2 separate regions of the Mus musculus genome follow, and region 2 is linked to region 1. Evidence: chromatin contacts called from public Hi-C data. All regions are on one chromosome and are shown on one strand. Each heading gives the region's core, a stretch centred on a gene start, on an enhancer-like site or on the middle of the called end of the contact. The rest is flanking DNA. Distances are from core to core; before and after follow the strand shown. Region 1 holds the start of Psmc6 (proteasome (prosome, macropain) 26S subunit, ATPase, 6). Region 2 has its middle 46 kb from the start of A530076I17Rik.

What was found. A called contact is a pair of places that touch in the nucleus more often than the background predicts.
Region 2: a contact with region 1 is called in a Hi-C map of uterus, with 4 times the contacts expected there. The contact joins the enhancer-like site here to the promoter of Psmc6 in region 1. A contact is called at or near these places in 2 of 39 promoter capture datasets (cranial neural crest and second pharyngeal arch cranial neural crest), 1 of 484 Hi-C or Micro-C datasets (uterus), 1 of 115 datasets of contacts at active chromatin or transcription factors (embryonic limb bud) and 1 of 9 other capture datasets (adipose tissue).

What each region holds. Positions count from the first base shown.
Region 1 is chr14:45,326,325-45,334,251 of GRCm38.p6, forward strand. Psmc6 (proteasome (prosome, macropain) 26S subunit, ATPase, 6) reads left to right here and starts at 3,500. Exons shown (of 14, transcript NM_025959.3): 1 at 3,500-3,608; 2 at 4,506-4,585; 3 at 4,663-4,702; 4 at 5,582-5,634. The coding sequence starts at 3,524.
Region 2 is chr14:45,710,335-45,718,261 of GRCm38.p6, forward strand. It overlaps the pseudogene Gm7206. Among named protein-coding and RNA genes, the nearest start is that of A530076I17Rik, 46 kb to the left of the region's middle. Within about 2 kb of position 4,232, at least 13 of the 459 cell types and tissues checked have an H3K27ac peak or open chromatin away from gene starts, as enhancers often do. A contact at or near this core is called in uterus, where this site is marked.

The sequences.
Region 1 (7,927 bases), core at 2,250-4,749:
GAACCATTTCTTTCTTTCTTTAGCTTTTAAAGTTATATTTATTGTATTTATATCAGTACACCGTAGCTGTCTTCAGACGCACCAGAAGAGGGCATCGGATCCCATTACAGATGGTTGTGAGCCACCATATGTTGGCTGGGAATTGAACTCAGGACCTCTGCCAGAGCAGTCAATGCTCCTAACCACTGAGCCATCTCTCTAGCCCCTGAAGCCATTTCTTTAGTCCTCTTTTAATGATTCCCAAATAAACTAATAATATTCTATATTTTCATATCTTTTCTATTCTGCTCTGATATTTAAACTTCTTTGAGTACTGGTGAGATTTCTTAGAATTTTTTTCTATTTAATTTTACTTCTAATTGTGTGTGTCTGTGTCTGTGTGTGTGTGTGTGTGTGTGTGCACTCACACGAGTGCACATGCATGAGTGCAGTTGCCTGTGGAGGACTCTAGATGCCCTGGAGCTGGAGTTACAGGATGTTGTGAGCCACAAGATGTGGATACTGGAAAGCAAACTTGGGTTTGCTCCTAAGTTGCTAAGCCAGCAAAACTGTGACATGAAGTATTTGTGGTTCAATGTAAAGTACATACTGAGCTATCTCTCTATAGACACTTTTGTTAAATATATCTGCTTATCTTTCACGGTGCTTAATATCATTTACATATTTTTATATATAAATATATGTTAATTCATATATATATATATAGATAGATAGATATGTAGTTTATGTTCTCAGACAGTGTCCTACATGTATCCATGAGCAATAAACAGTCGCCATCTTTGCGTAAGTTCTTGGGCTTTCTACAGGGAGTGAGAAAAGACACTAAACATTTAATCACGTATATGAGTATATATTTACAAATTGAGTTACTTTTTCATACACACACAACAGAATAGGGTTACTGTGGGCATGAGAAACACAGAAAGTTCAGCTGAGGTTAGAATTTTGCCAAATGGGTAAGAGGAAAAAGAACCCAGAATTAAAAAGACTGACGAAGACGATGTTGAAATGACATTCTGATCTATGCTCATGTAATTTTGTTTAACCTTGGAGAATAAACTTGTACTCTATTTTATGTGTATGGGATGTTTTGTCTGCATATACGTATATGTACCACTTGGATGCCTGGTGCTCAGGGAAGCCAGAAAAGACCACTGGACGTCCTGAGACTGGAGTTATGGGACGATTGTGAGCCACCATATGGGTGCTGGGAATGGAACCCAGGTCTTCTGGAAGAGTAACCTGTGCTCTTAACAGCTAAGTTATCTCTCCAGCCTCTGCGTGCATATATTTTTGCTGAGCCATATAAATTGGACTGCCTTTTATATTCTGCCTTGTCTTTTCTTCTTGATGTCAGAATTGATATATATTGGTATGAACCTACTCACTTGATCAAAATAGTGTGGGAGAAAGGACACTCCCTGTCACTTTATTTACTTATTGTCTCCTTCAAAAGCCAGTTTTAGAAAAAAAAAATACAACAGAAAATTCACATAATAACCACACCATTTTCTCCAAGAAAATTTGGAAGACTGTCACTTTAGGCATTAATTCACATAACTGTACATGTATTTGTAAAGCATATTCATTTTTTTTTAGGGTGCTGGGAGTTAAACTCAGCTGTACGTTAGGCAAGTATTCTACCAATGTTATACTCCCAGCATGAGAATAACAATTTAAAAGAATACAATTACCATATGCCACATTTTGGATTAACATCTTTAGTTATATTGTCTATTTAATACCCATGACAACCTTTTTACATATGTACAATTATGCTGATTTTATGAAGACATCAAGATATCACCACCCCTCCACCACAGAGATCTGAGATAGTCCTAGCAGACTTCAAAGTTCCTACCTTGGTCGCTGCAGAAACTTTATCTTGTGTTCTACATCTCTAGCCCATTTCCTTCCAGTTCTGCTGGCCTCCTTTCTCTGATAGAAGTGAGACAAACTCTTTGCTACCTTAGAATCATGCACTTGCTGTTTAATCTCTTCAGAAGGCTCTCCACGTGGTGGCATAATGGGGCCCCTTCTGCTCTCAGACATGTTCAAAATTTATTCTCCTCCTTATCCCACAATATCCTTTTATTTCAATTGTAGCATTTACTACATTAAGGTATTTTTATGATTTATTATCATTTATGCATCTGTGCATGTGGACCTCATGCCAACTTTGAGTGGGTCCCATGAATCCAATTCAGGTCACCTGGCTTCCATGACAAGCGCGCCTTTGCCCACTGAACCATCTCTCTGGCCCCTATTCAAATCATTTCTAATTTCCTTATTACATGTTAGAATATTTTCTAATATTCTGATTACAAGCAGGTCAGTGCTTTATTGGGTAACTGAAAATTTCCTACTTATGCTCATGCAATTGATATCAAAAGGCTGCATCTTTGGGCTGGAAAGTGGTTTACTGGTTATGTGAGCTTCCGGCTCTTCCTAAAGATCTCTGTGTGTTTGTGGAGTGCATTCATTCAGTTTTAGGGTGCTGGGGGTTAATAAACTCAGGGCTTCTGTGTGCTAGGCAAATACTCTACCAAAGGTACACTCCCAGCCTGTCAATAATAATTTAAAAGAACACAGTCACTGAGCCTAGAGAGATAGCTCAAAGGGTATTCGTACTTGTTGCTCTTGGAGAGGATCTGGGTTCGGTTCCCAGTATCCACATAGAGGCTCACAACCGTCTATAATTCCAGTTTCAGGGGAATCATGTGGTTTTTTCTGACCTCCTCCAGCACCAGGCACACACGTGCTGCACACACATACATGCAGGCAAGATATTTATATGCATAAAATAAATAAGATTTTTTTTTTTAAATCATAGCTGCTTGTAACTCCAGAGCCAAGAAATCCGATGCCCTCTACTGGCTTCTGTGAGCACTTGCCCTCCTAAGGTATACACTAAGGCACACACATAAACACATAAATAAAAATAAATAATTTGGGAAAGAAAAAGGCTGAATTTGAAAATGTGACTCAGTTGGGAAAGCTCTTGCTTAGCATGCCGGAGACTCTGAATTCGATTTCCACACAGCACATACTGAATGTTCGAGTTTGCCTGTAATTCCACTAGGAAGCCGGTGGTGGGGGGGGGGAGGACCAGAGTTCAAGCCCAGCGCTGCAGAATGAGTGCTAAGGCAGTGTGGATTACAAGACACTGTCTCAAAAAAAAAAAAATCTTGTCATTTCCTCTTGCTTTTCAGTTTATTACAGATCCTTTGGCGTTCTAAGAAAGCAGTGACTTAATATTGAGCCAGCCAGTAGCTAAGTCAGGCATTGCTCACTCTGGCCTGCAGGGGACAGTGTGACCGGAGACGATCTTCTGCGCTTTCGAGGCTTTCTGCCGCTCTAGGTGACTGACTTCGGCGCCCGGAGCCAGAGGCGGGCCAGCCGGAAGGGGCGGAGCCAGTCACGGTCCCGCCCCAGGCCGCCTCTGCGCCCTCGCCCCGCCCCCTCCCCCGCCCGGGCTGCCATGGCCCTTCCCGGCATCCCCTATGAGCGACGGCTTCTCATCATGGCGGACCCTAGAGATAAGGCGCTTCAGGACTATCGCAAGAAGCTGCTAGAGCACAAGGAGATTGACGGCCGTCTTAAGGAGCGTGAGTGAGCCTTGACACACTCTCTAGTGCCTGGACCGGCTTCGGTCTCTGATAGAGCGGAGGCTTCGGCTGAGCCCGAAAACAGCGCCTGGCTTGGGAAGGCCCGAGTCCAGGGACGAGGCGCTTTGTCATCCCGCCCCGCGCTGGGGTGCAGCACCGCCTCGGCCGTGGGTATGGCCCCAGTCCCAGTCCGGTGGCATAGAGAACAGCCACAGTTCTGAGGTGGAAGAGGGGAAGATTAGAGGAGTGAGGTACAAGTGGGCTGGGGACATATTCCGGGTGCAGGAAGGCAGGCTTGGAGTCTCGGGACCCGGGGATGGGAGGACGCTTGAGTCAAAGAAGCTCCAGCCGGACGCGGGACTCACGGAGGCGGCTTGTACTTGGGGTAGAAGGGGGCTCAGTGGTTGTAATAGCCTTTCTCGTCTTCCCTCAGGCGTCATACTGAGTACCAAGTTTTCTGTATACCCTGAACATTCACGTTTTGAAAACCCTGCGTGATTTAATTAAATGAGAGAATACCGCAGCCTAGGATTCGGTGAAGAATTGCGTTGGTTGACTTAATTTAGTATGGACAACCAGAGTAAGCCAGGTGATCTTAGTGTAGCTATGGGAGGCTTGATTCACCTTATCGTTTAGTTTTGTAGCAAATCTGAAGGTGGCAGGATGTCACTATCGGTTAAAAATGTAACTTAAAAATATTTCCTACCAAGAAAATAGATATGATACTTTCTCTGTTACATTTCATTTTAAAACATGCCACCTATCCACTACAAACTGGAAAAAAAAATCTTATTTTGTGGTTTGAAACAGTAGGTTTGAAACCTAAGGTAAAAGAGACCTAAGTAAAAAATTTTATGCAGTTGTTTAATTTAAAATGTCAAAATTTTATTATTTCAGTAAGGGAACAATTAAAAGAACTTACCAAGCAGTATGAAAAGTCTGAAAATGATTTGAAGGCACTACAAAGTGTTGGACAGGTAGGTGATAAAGTTTGAAAGTATGTTGCCATTTCTAAGCTATTGGCAAAAGGTAATGCCCCTTTTTTCTTTTCCAGATTGTAGGTGAAGTGCTAAAACAGTTAACAGAAGAAAAATGTAAGTGGATTAACTTACTAATTATTAAAAAATAAAAAGCCCCAGTTCTTTGCCAGCTTTTGAAATGCCCATTTTATTTTGATTTTTGAGGCCAGGTACTTCTATGTAGCTCTGGATGCAGCTTCCTATGTAGACTAGACTGGCCTTGAACTCACAAGCCTTTTGCTTTCCAGTGCTGGAATTTTAGGCATGTGTGACATTATGGAAGGCTGTTTTAATTCATTCATATATATACATATACACATACATATATACATATATATGTGTGTGTGTGTGTGTGTGTATATACATACATACACACACACACTCTAAAGATGTATTGTTCTTTGTAAGTACACTTAGCTGTCTTCAGACAGCGAACAGAGGAACAGAGAAGGGAGTCAGATCTCATTACAGATGGTTGTGAGCCACCATGTGGGTTCTGGGATTTGAACTCAAGACCTTCAGGAAGAGCAGTCAGTGCTCTTAACCGCTGAGCCATCTCTCCAGCCCTTCTAATTCTTAATTCATCTATTTATGTATGTGTGTCTGTCTCTATGTCTGTGTCCCCTGCACTCATGTGTATATGTGTATGCATGTGTGTGTGCATGCATCAAAGGACTACTGTGGGAGTTGCTTTTCTGCTTCTGCCATGTAAGATGGGACCCAGAGATTGGCCTGAGTAAGATCAATGAGCTTGGGAGTAAGTGCCTTTATTTAATAACCCATCAGGATAGCCATGAAGTGCCTAGTATTCTAATGACAACAATACAAGGAGTTGGTCTTTGTTTACATAAGCTAAATTTTGTATTTACTGTTCTTAGTGGTCAGACATAAAACTACACTCACCATAGATGTAGATGTATTTGTTTTCTAACTTTGTTTTTCAATTTGTTCTAGTCATCGTTAAAGCAACAAATGGACCAAGATACGTTGTAGGTTGTCGTCGTCAGGTAATGTTTTCTGATGGGGCATTGTGCCCATAACTCCCAAGAGTGCTTTGTTCAGACACAGCAAATGACTAGCAAAGCCTGGAATTTCTTAGTCCCTAGTGTTTCATATCTGTACTTAGAAATCAAATCATTTTAAAACTAGAAAGAAAATGGTTTAGTATGATGTCTTTCTTGAAGAGCATATCAATTACCCATGTTTTACATTTAAACATTCAAAAATGTTGCTTACAGACTCAGCGGTAGTTAACTTTTTAGTCATTTGGACCAGAATGGGCAAATTGAAATACCTCTGCATTTCATTTTGCAGACTTTACAGTGTAAGTGAGTAGTTTAGAATGAGACAGTAGCATTTGCAATTTATAAACCATTCTATTCTTTAGGAAGTGTCTTAAGCATTTGCTGAAGCACTTTTTCTGGGAGTATTTGTCATATTGAGTTTACGTTTTCATTGTTGGTTTTGTTTTTTGTAACTGGATCTTGCTATGTAGCCTATAGTGCCTTTAAACTAACAATACTGGTACCTCAGCCTCCTGAGTACCAGGACAGTATTTGCCATTATGCCGGGTTCAGGTTTTAAAACGTTGATATAACATGACTCTAGAATAATATTTAACATTGAGGCTAAAGCTAATCTTAGGATTTCAGCATATAACTAGATAGTTTTGTAATCGAATACTACAAGCCTAGGAGCTGGTGAGTGGCTCAGCTGTTGAGAGCACGGGAGCTCTTCCAGAGGAACTGGGTTTGATTCTCAGCACTCAACAAGGGCTCACAATCATCTATACCTCTATTTCCAAGGGCTCTGGTGTCCTCTTCTCGTCTCTACAGCCACCTGCATGGTAACACAGCATATATGCAGACAAAACACCCATATACATAAAAATGAAGATTTAGAAAGTATTATAGGCCCAGGTTTGGGGATGTAGCACAGTAGCAAAATACATGGCAAGCACATGAGACACCTGGTGAACCCTACTAATGAAAATGGAGTTTTGTTATGTCTTAGTTAGCTTTTGCATTCCTTTCAAGGCCCTCTGGATGCCAAAAATTGGCATTTCTAAGATACTGTTTTGAAAGAGTTTCTTTTGAACTCACTCTGTAGACCAGACTGGCCTCAAACTCAGAAATCCACCTGCCTCTGCCTCCCAAGTGCTGGGATTAAAGGTGTGCGCCACCACTGCCCGGCTATAAAGGTCTTTTTATTTAGTGTTTTGCCTATTTTTACGCGCGCGCGTGTGTGTGTGTGTGTGTGTGTGTGTGTGTGTATTATATATGTGGTACATGCATGTGATTGTGTAATGCACCTATAGGAAGGCCAGAGCAGGACATCATTCTCTGTGTTACTGCTTTGAGACAGGGTCTCATAGAACTGGAGGAAGTGTGTGTGTGTGTGTGTGTGTGTGTGTGTGTGTGTATTATATATGTGGTACATGCATGTGATTGTGTAATGCACCTATAGGAAGGCCAGAGCAGGACATCATTCTCTGTGTTACTGCTTTGAGACAGGGTCTCATAGAACTGGAGGAAGTCTTGGCTAGGCTAGCTGGCCAGTGATCTTGGGATCTGCCTATCCCCACCTACCAATGTTGGACTAATAGGTACCAGTTGGCTTTTTATAGACGTGAGAGAGAAGAGCTTAAGTCCTCCCTCTTGAAAACAGCCCTGAGCAATTTCCTTACCCCTTACTTCATTTTGAACTGACTAAGGTAACACCATCCTTTCCCAGTGTTAATTTTGTGCCTGCCCAGTCACTTCTCAGCCTTCCACCAATAGCCACATCGCTTTGATGATGCTTCTAGGACTGTCCATCATTTTGACCATGGTCCAGATGTCTTATATAGTATCTGGAAGATACTGGTGGGTTGAAAAGGAAGCAAATGTTGTTATTACTAACTTTCTAGATCATTTCTAGTTTAGTGAGCACAATTCAATCTAAATTTATAGCTCATTGTAGAGTCCTGTACAAAGTTGTTAAAATTCTAAAAATACGATGGTAAACAGTTTTGAAACTATTGGAACATAACTTTTTATTTCTGACAAGTGAGATCTTCAGTATATATTCAGTGCATCTATAGAATAGAGTATCCGATTGTAACCAAGAAGTCAACATGCTTAACTATGTAGTAATTATCCAACCTGATGTGTTCACTATGAGGAGTGTTGTGTACAAGGGCACAGGAGTGAGTTTTGGTTTTTTTGTTCGTTTGCATTCCTTAGTATGGTTTTTGTTTTTGAGGATAAGGTTTCTTTGTGTAGCCCTGGATATCCTGGAATTCCCATTGTAGATCCTGCT
Region 2 (7,927 bases), core at 2,982-5,481, 380 kb after region 1:
TGTCACTGGAACTTTATTAGAATTGCATGAATCTGTAGATAGTTTTTGGTAAAATCACTACCTTTACAATACTGATTCTTCTAACTCATGATCATGGGCAAGTTTCCCATTTTCAAGTGTCTATTCGGTTTCTTTCTTTTGGTATTTTTATAGAGGTATTGGTCAGGCTTTACTTAAAGGTATTTTATTATTTCTTGAGACTATTCTGAATGGAGTTGTTTGCATTATTTCTTCCTCAGTATGTTTGCTTTTGGTAAATAGACAATCTACTGGTTTTTGGATGTTGACTTTGTATCCTGCTGCTTGCTGAAATGTTTATCAGTCCTAAAAGTTTTCCAGTGGATGCTTTAGGGTTTCTTAGGTGGAATTGCATCACTTGAAATTAGAGATACTCTGACTTCTCCTTTCCTAATTAGACCCTTTTTATTTATTTCTCCTGTCTTGCTGCTCTAGTTAAGACTTCCAGCTCTATATTAAATGAGAGTGGAGAAAGTAGACACATTGTCTAGTCTCTGAATCTAATAGAAATGCTTGTGTTTCCCTTCATTTATTGTAATGATGGCTGTAAGTTTTTAATAACAGACTTTTTTAAAAATGAAGTGAAGATATATTTCTTTTATTCTGAGTTACTGCAGAACTTTTAACATGAAGGGAGTTGAATTTTACCAAATCTGCCCCCCTCTTTGTACATCTGTTGATATGACCATATAATTTCTGTTCTTGAGCTCATATGTAGGCATAGTTTTTTTTATACACTGTGTAAAGTTTACCCTTGTATTATTCAAATGCTGATTTCTCTGTCCTAATATCTCGTTTGAATGGGACAGGGCATTGTAATGCTTATACCAAAAATCACCTGTGTTAAGTTTGTGTAAACAGTTCTTACCGTATATTCTTGGATTTGGAGGTACGAGGAAGGGGTCTGGAGAGAGATCATGGAAATACACCTGAAGCTCAGAGCCAGATGAGTAATAATATGCAAGTATAATGGGGTGGGTCTGGGAGGTAACCAGATTAGCATAGAAAGATAATTTAACTGCTCAGCTATTGAGGTGTAGTTTTAATTAACTATTGGTTTGCCTGTGTAACTACTGGGGAATAACATAAAGCATACATGTGCAGCCACCAGTTTAATTCGTTGTTAACATTTATATTGAGAATAATTCATTTATTCATATGTATATCATTTATAATATTTACTGATTTACTGATGTATACAGAACCACCCATGGATCTCTAACTTGATCACAGTGTATGATTTTTTTTGATATGTTCCTGAATTTAGTTTGCATCTCTAAGACTTTAATACCCTTGTCTTAAAGTTCTTTATCAAGTACACCAATTCTTAATTATTATGTTACAATATTTATCTAATATTAACCAAGCTACCCTCTAATTGGAAGGTTTACATTCTATCCCAAAGCGAAGCCCTATAAATACCCTCACTTTGCCTACTGCTCTGAGATTATTGTTTCACTACTACAGTGGCGCCCTAGACTACAGGAAACCCTTAACTCAGCCTTTCCTAACCAACTTGATTATCTTGTGGTGTTGGGCAATTGAACTCAGGGCATTCTTTCTAGGCGCATTCTTTACCAATGAGTTATACCCCTAGCCCAATGGATTATGTTACTGATGTTTGGCGGGAATGAGTATTGAGTACTATACAACATTGGTATCACACAGACCCCTGACAATTTAATATGTTGGCTCTGTCACTGACCAGGTTCTACGAACTCTAGATGCCAGTGTGCGGGGAAGGTTTGGGAGGACCACAGGCGGAAAGCTGAGGTGGAGAAGTCTAGTAGATACCATAGTGTTTGGGACAGAATCTATCAACTTCTGTAGAATAAATATTTCTGTATTAAAACCCTTATTTATCTATTTGTGTGTGTGTGTGTGTGTGTGTGTGTGTGTGTGTGTGTGCGCACGCGCACGCATGTGTGTAGGTCAGAGGAAATCTCTGTGGAGGTGGTTTTCTCCTTTGACCTTTACACAGGTTCTGGGGACTGAATCAGCTCACCAGGCTTGCTCAATGAGTACCTTTACCAACGGGCTGTATTGCTAACACAACATTTCGCTATTCTAACAGTTGGTTAGAATGTAGTGGGTTCCCATCACGTATCAGTGCTTGGTGAAATGATCAGGAAGACCAGAAGGAAACAGGATGACTCCTGGATGCCACTGTGGATAAATTGGTATTCCAGGGTTTCTATGTACTTGTATCTGGATGCCTTCCCAATTTCTATACCCCCCCAAGACTTAAAGACAGCTCTGGGGAAATGGGACATCAAAGCAGTTAAGATTAAGTTTTTGCCACTTTGTGAATAGGAATTCAATGTAGATATAAATATCTATTTCTAAGGAAATAAAATTAACCTTTTTGAGTGATAAGATTCAAAAACACTTTTTACATTCAAATTGTCCCAATAAGATTTAGTGGTCTGTCACACGTATTAATATATCCATAAATTTAACAATAATCAATTTCATTCCTGTAGGGGGTAGTTCTGATGCTTTGATCAGGAATAAATGCTGAAGGTCCTGTCACCCAACTGGTTCTTGATTGATCAATAAAGATGCTAGCGGCTAATGACTGGTAGGAAGAGGCAGGAGTTCATTTTCCTGCAGGCAGGCTAAGAGATGCAGGAGGAGGAAAAGAGTTTCAGAGAGAGGAATAGTCATCAGCCATGTGAGATTTCAGGCAGAGTGGTCATCGGCCGTTTCCCCTGACTTGACTTGGGGTAGCAGGCAGGAGATTAGAAACATAACTAAGTTGAGGGCAGAATTAGAGATGTTCTGTTACCCCACCATTTGTCAACCCGGAGCCTTTTCTTCTTCTTCCCAAGGAGACTCAGCTCCACGTTGATGTGATTGAAGTCCCTCCGCAGAGTCCCCCTGGGGCCCTTCACAATGACTGTGCGCCCCTTCAGAGTGATTTCGACATTCTCTGGAATGTCCACAGTCTGATTGCTGAGAATGGTCTTCATCCTCGCAGTAGATGGGGCCCCACCGTCAGGACCATCTGCAGTCATGTTCAGAACATGATCAAAGGTGTCATGCTGGGCTTCCGATACAAGATGCGGTCTGTGTACGCTCACTTCCCCATCAACGTCGTCATCCAGGAGAATGGCTCTTTGGTTGAAATCCGAAATTTCTTGGGTGAAAAATACATCCGCAGGGTTCGGATGAGGACAGGTGTGGCTTGTTCTGTCTCTCAAGCCCAGAAGGATGAGTTAATCCTTGAAGGAAATGACATTGAACTTGTTTCAAATTCAGCTGCCCTGATTCAGCAAGCCACAACAGTTAAAAACAAGGATATCAGGAAGTTTTTGGACGGCATCTATGTGTCTGAGAAGGGAACTGTGCAGCAGCAGGCTGACGAGTGAGGAGGCCTCAGTTCCTGGCCCCAGAAACGAGATCCTGACCACAAGAACAATTTGGGCTCTTTTGGGAGAATAAAAGACTTATATATTGAAAAAAAAAAAAAAAGAATTAGAGATGTTGAGCTGGGAGTGAAGGTAAAGGCACATTAGCCACACAAGGCTTAGGAGTGCCTGACCATTGAGCTAAAAACCATATTAAAAATAAGCTAATGTGAATGTGTGTGTGTGTGTGTGTGTGTGGTGCATGTATGTAAGTCAGTCTCCTTCTGTGGCTTTCCCCTTAGTACCTTGAGCCAGGATCTTTCAGTGACCCAGAAGTCCACTCTTTTAACTACACTGGCTGCTCAGTCCTGGGGATCTGACTGGGGTCAGGCATTCGCAGCCACATTTGATCTTTATGTGAACTGCAGGGATTTGAACTCATATCTTTATGCTTGCATGAAGTGCTTTTATTTCTCCCCAGCCCAACCTACTTAAAGTCTTTTGCACTTAAGCATTTAATAAAACCCCGGATCATATTCAATGCCTTAGTTTCATCATCCTTTTCTTGACACTTGAAAGCTGCTTTTGTTGTCCTTCTGAGAGTGACTGCATTTTCCTGTTTTAGAAGAGGCTGTTTGCTTTCTACTCACTTGGTGCTGAGTCTGCTGGGATGGCACTTACTCAGAACTGTTAATGACCTTTAAAAATTCATTCTGCATATTGTTTCCACCAATGCTGCTGGGATTCAGTGAGGAAAAAACCCCACCCTGCCGGGTCTGGGATGGGCTGCAGCTGCTTTTAAGCTGGAGCAGAGTGGTAGGACTCACACAGGCCAGATGACTCTTTGATCTGAAATGTGTCTTGGCAGACTTCTTGGGTGGGAAAGGTGAAGCCTCCCTTTTTCCACCCACCTCATCCAGGGCTAGCTGTGGTGAGCTATTTTACATGAGAAAAATAAAAGGAAATTGAAGGTCAAGGCTGGTAGGAGAAGAAGGGTGGGGGTTGGGTGGGAATGGGAGAGATGGAGGTGGGGGGGGGAGAGGGAGGGGGGATGGAGAGAGACAGAGTCAGAGATAGAGAGATAAAGAGGAAGATCTTAGGGAAGACTGGCAAGCAGCCAAGGGAGAGCAGAAACTGTCCACCAGTGCCAAGGGTGGTATCCTCTGATCAGATATGCTGAATATAAATTCTACTTTAAGTTGTTACTGTTAATCCTGAGATTCACAAGAGAAAAACCAGTTCCACAATCTGGAGCCAAATTCAAAGCAAGCTTTAATTAAATACTGACCAGGATGGGCTTTGGTCAGGACCACTCCCTGGAATTCCCAGCTGAGTGGTGCCTAGACAAGTGTTGTAGGGGTTACTTAAGGATAAATCCATATGGCTACTGTATTTTACCATGTAGCTTTGTTATTTTCCAAGAACTACAACTCCCAGCATTCCAGGAAGTTCCCTGCTCCTTGGGTAGGATGGGCTTCCAGGTTAAGCGTGGGTCTTACAGTTACGTTGCCTCACTTTTTATTAGTGTTTTGAGAATTTGAATAGTGTATTTCAACCATATTCATTCCTTTTTCCCCTAAATCCTCTCCACAGCGATCAACAGTCAATACCTTCTTAGCTGGGACTGTAACTTCAAGTGGCCTGTTGTGCCTTTAAAAACGGCTGTGGTCATCCACCTTCTCTGACTCTTACAACTCTTTTGATCCTTTTTCCACAGTGATCCCTGAGCCTTCAGAGGAGACAATGTAATATTGGTACAGGGAGGCCCCAGAGTTTATAGACAATTGAATGTCCTTATTCCGGCTGGCTGAGACTACATGCTGGTATTTAGGATCTAAGTGTATGTAGCACTGGGAGTGTTCAGAATAAGGGGATTTTAAAGGCAGATAGATAGATAGATAGATAGATAGATAGATAGATAAGTAAATAAATAAATAAATAAATAAATAAATAAATAAATAAATAAATAAGAAGATTGCATCCTGGTGTCTTGACCTATTATAGCTGGGTGTGGTAGTGGTCTGTGGTGGTAAGGTTTTTCTTATTGTTGTTGTTGTTTTGTTCCAGTTTAAAAGAAGCTAAGATGAGGTAGTTGGGGCATCTTGACCTCAAGTTCCTAGAATAGAGTTGGGTAATTTTACACATGACTCTCCATTAAGGAGATTGAATTTTAATTAAAGCCAAATGGCCTCAGTAAGATCACCAGATGGAGCCTCTGCACTGTCTTGCCCTGTCACAAGAGAGATGTCCCATTTGGGGCTAAGCGCTCTTCGATCTCTTATTTTCTCCACTTTGTCCAGTTGTGTTTCTGTAGTATTTGTCATTTACTGCAATGAAAAAGCATCTCTGATGAGGATAGAGAAGGCGCTAGTCTATAGGAGTAACAATATGAATGGCTTGGTAATAGCCAATAACTCTCTGATTGGATTTAAGGCCCAGTGCACAAGTTGAAACTCAGTCCTGGCACTGTTATTGGGACTAAGAACCTGTGGGTAGACCTGGCTTAAACTACAGGGAAGAATCTATTACTGCTAAATGTTATTTACACTTCACTAGGCTGTGACCTCCCTCTGAGAACTTTAATCCCCATAAGAAAGCCTTTGACACACACCAGGCTATGAGGAGGAGGAATGAAGAAAGAAGTGGTGTTTTTCATCCTGGCAAAGAAAAGATTCAGCAGCTACTGCCGAACAGTGTGGACTGCACAATGGACCACACATGTAGAGTTTAACCCTCATGAGGGAGGAAGGCACTTGTGTTTATCTGTTTGTTCTCTCTCTCTCTCTCTCTCTCTCTCTCTCTCTCTCTCTCTCTCTCTCTCTTTCTTTTCTTTCTTTTTTTTTAATGCCCTGTCTAGAGTCAGGTTTAATACACAGTAGTTTCTCAATAAAAAGTTGTTGGAATGAATACATGAAAGCCTTCTGAGGGGTTCTGTTTTGCCTTGATTGATGTGTGGGTTTGAACCAGAGCAGTTGGATGTCAGAGCAAAAGGCAACATCACAGGGCTAGACAGGTGAGAATCTGGCTTTCCTCTGTCAGCTTGGCCTAGCTTCTTGGGTCTTCTGTGCGAGATGACCAAGTGTGATGTCCTTGTGTTTAAGTTTCCTCTCGATGGATAAGCGATCTGTATCACCATGACTACCTTAATAAAAAGGTCTTTGAAACCTTTAATTACTTCCTTAGTGGGATCCCAGAGGCAAATAGATCTAAGACTGTTACCATGACATTTCCTATGTAACTCTATTAAATCAGCACCACAGATGTTACCTCTACATTAGGTATGGGTTGCAGGTATCGAAAAGCATTTGAACCTGACATTTGTTCTTCCGTATGAGTCATTTAGCTTGCGGGAAATGAGGAGATACCAGGAGAGAGGGTTTTTGGTTCAGAAACTCTACTATGACCATGGTAAGAAAGTGGGGTGTTCCCAAGATGCAATGGCCTCCAGAAAGCTGAAGATTGAAGCTTTGATGGAAATTTCTTAGGAAATCTTGGTTGCTTTCAGCACAGTGGTGCTTCAGTGATCAGGTAAAGCTATGGCCATTCTACACCAAGTTAAAGTGTGAAAAGTGTCCATGAAAGTGTCTACTAAGGTTAAGATTTCTTCTGCAAACTTGATGGGCTGGGAATGGGCTTACCTGAGACAACCAAAATATGTTAAAGATAACCATCTGGCTTCACAGGGAAGATAAAAGGTGTTCTGGTCTGCCTTTTTTTTTTTAAAGATTTATTTATTATTATATGTAAGTACACTGTAGCTGTCTTCAGACACGCCAGAAGAGGGTGTTTGACCCAGAGTCTTTGAATGCACATCTCTAGATCCCTTGAAAATCTACAAGGATAGAAATAAAATGGTGATTCTGTCCAATATATGTTGCTGGGGATCATCTATAAGTGTCCACTACTGATTGGTGCACCATTAGCACTGAATAATAGCAGCACTTAAGAATCTAGCTGCTTTCCTTATCTGCTTGTGATGGTTGTATAAGCTTAGCCCTGGGAAAGGCACTATTAGGAGGTGTGGCCTTGTTGGAGTAGGTGTGGCCTTGTTAGATTAGGTGTGCCACTGTGGGTGTGGGCTTTCATACCTCCCTTCTAGCTGCTTAGAAGCCAATCTTCTCCTAGTGGCCTTCAGATAAAGATGTAGAACTCTCAGCTCCTCTTGCACCATGCCTGCCTGGATCCTGCCATGCTCCAGCCTTGATGATAATGGACTGAGCCTCTGAACCTGTAAGCCAGCCCCAATTAAATGTTGTCCTTATAAGAGATGCCTTGGTCATGGTGTCTGTTCACAGCACTGAAACCCTAAGACATTGCTTACGAACAACTATACAGGGAGATAGTTCTAGAAACCCAGAATGAAGAGCTGACTGAAAGCCAGCTTGTGAACATATTAACACAAAGCTCACAATTGGCACTCCTTTTTTATAGTGATAGCAAGATGCTAGGCATTTATACCTTCTCTAGAGCTGAAAGGCAAAGAATGGGTGCATGACCCTGTCTTTCAATTATCTGAAACTTGAATGCATCATAGCTATGCATTATGGTTTGAATGGCTC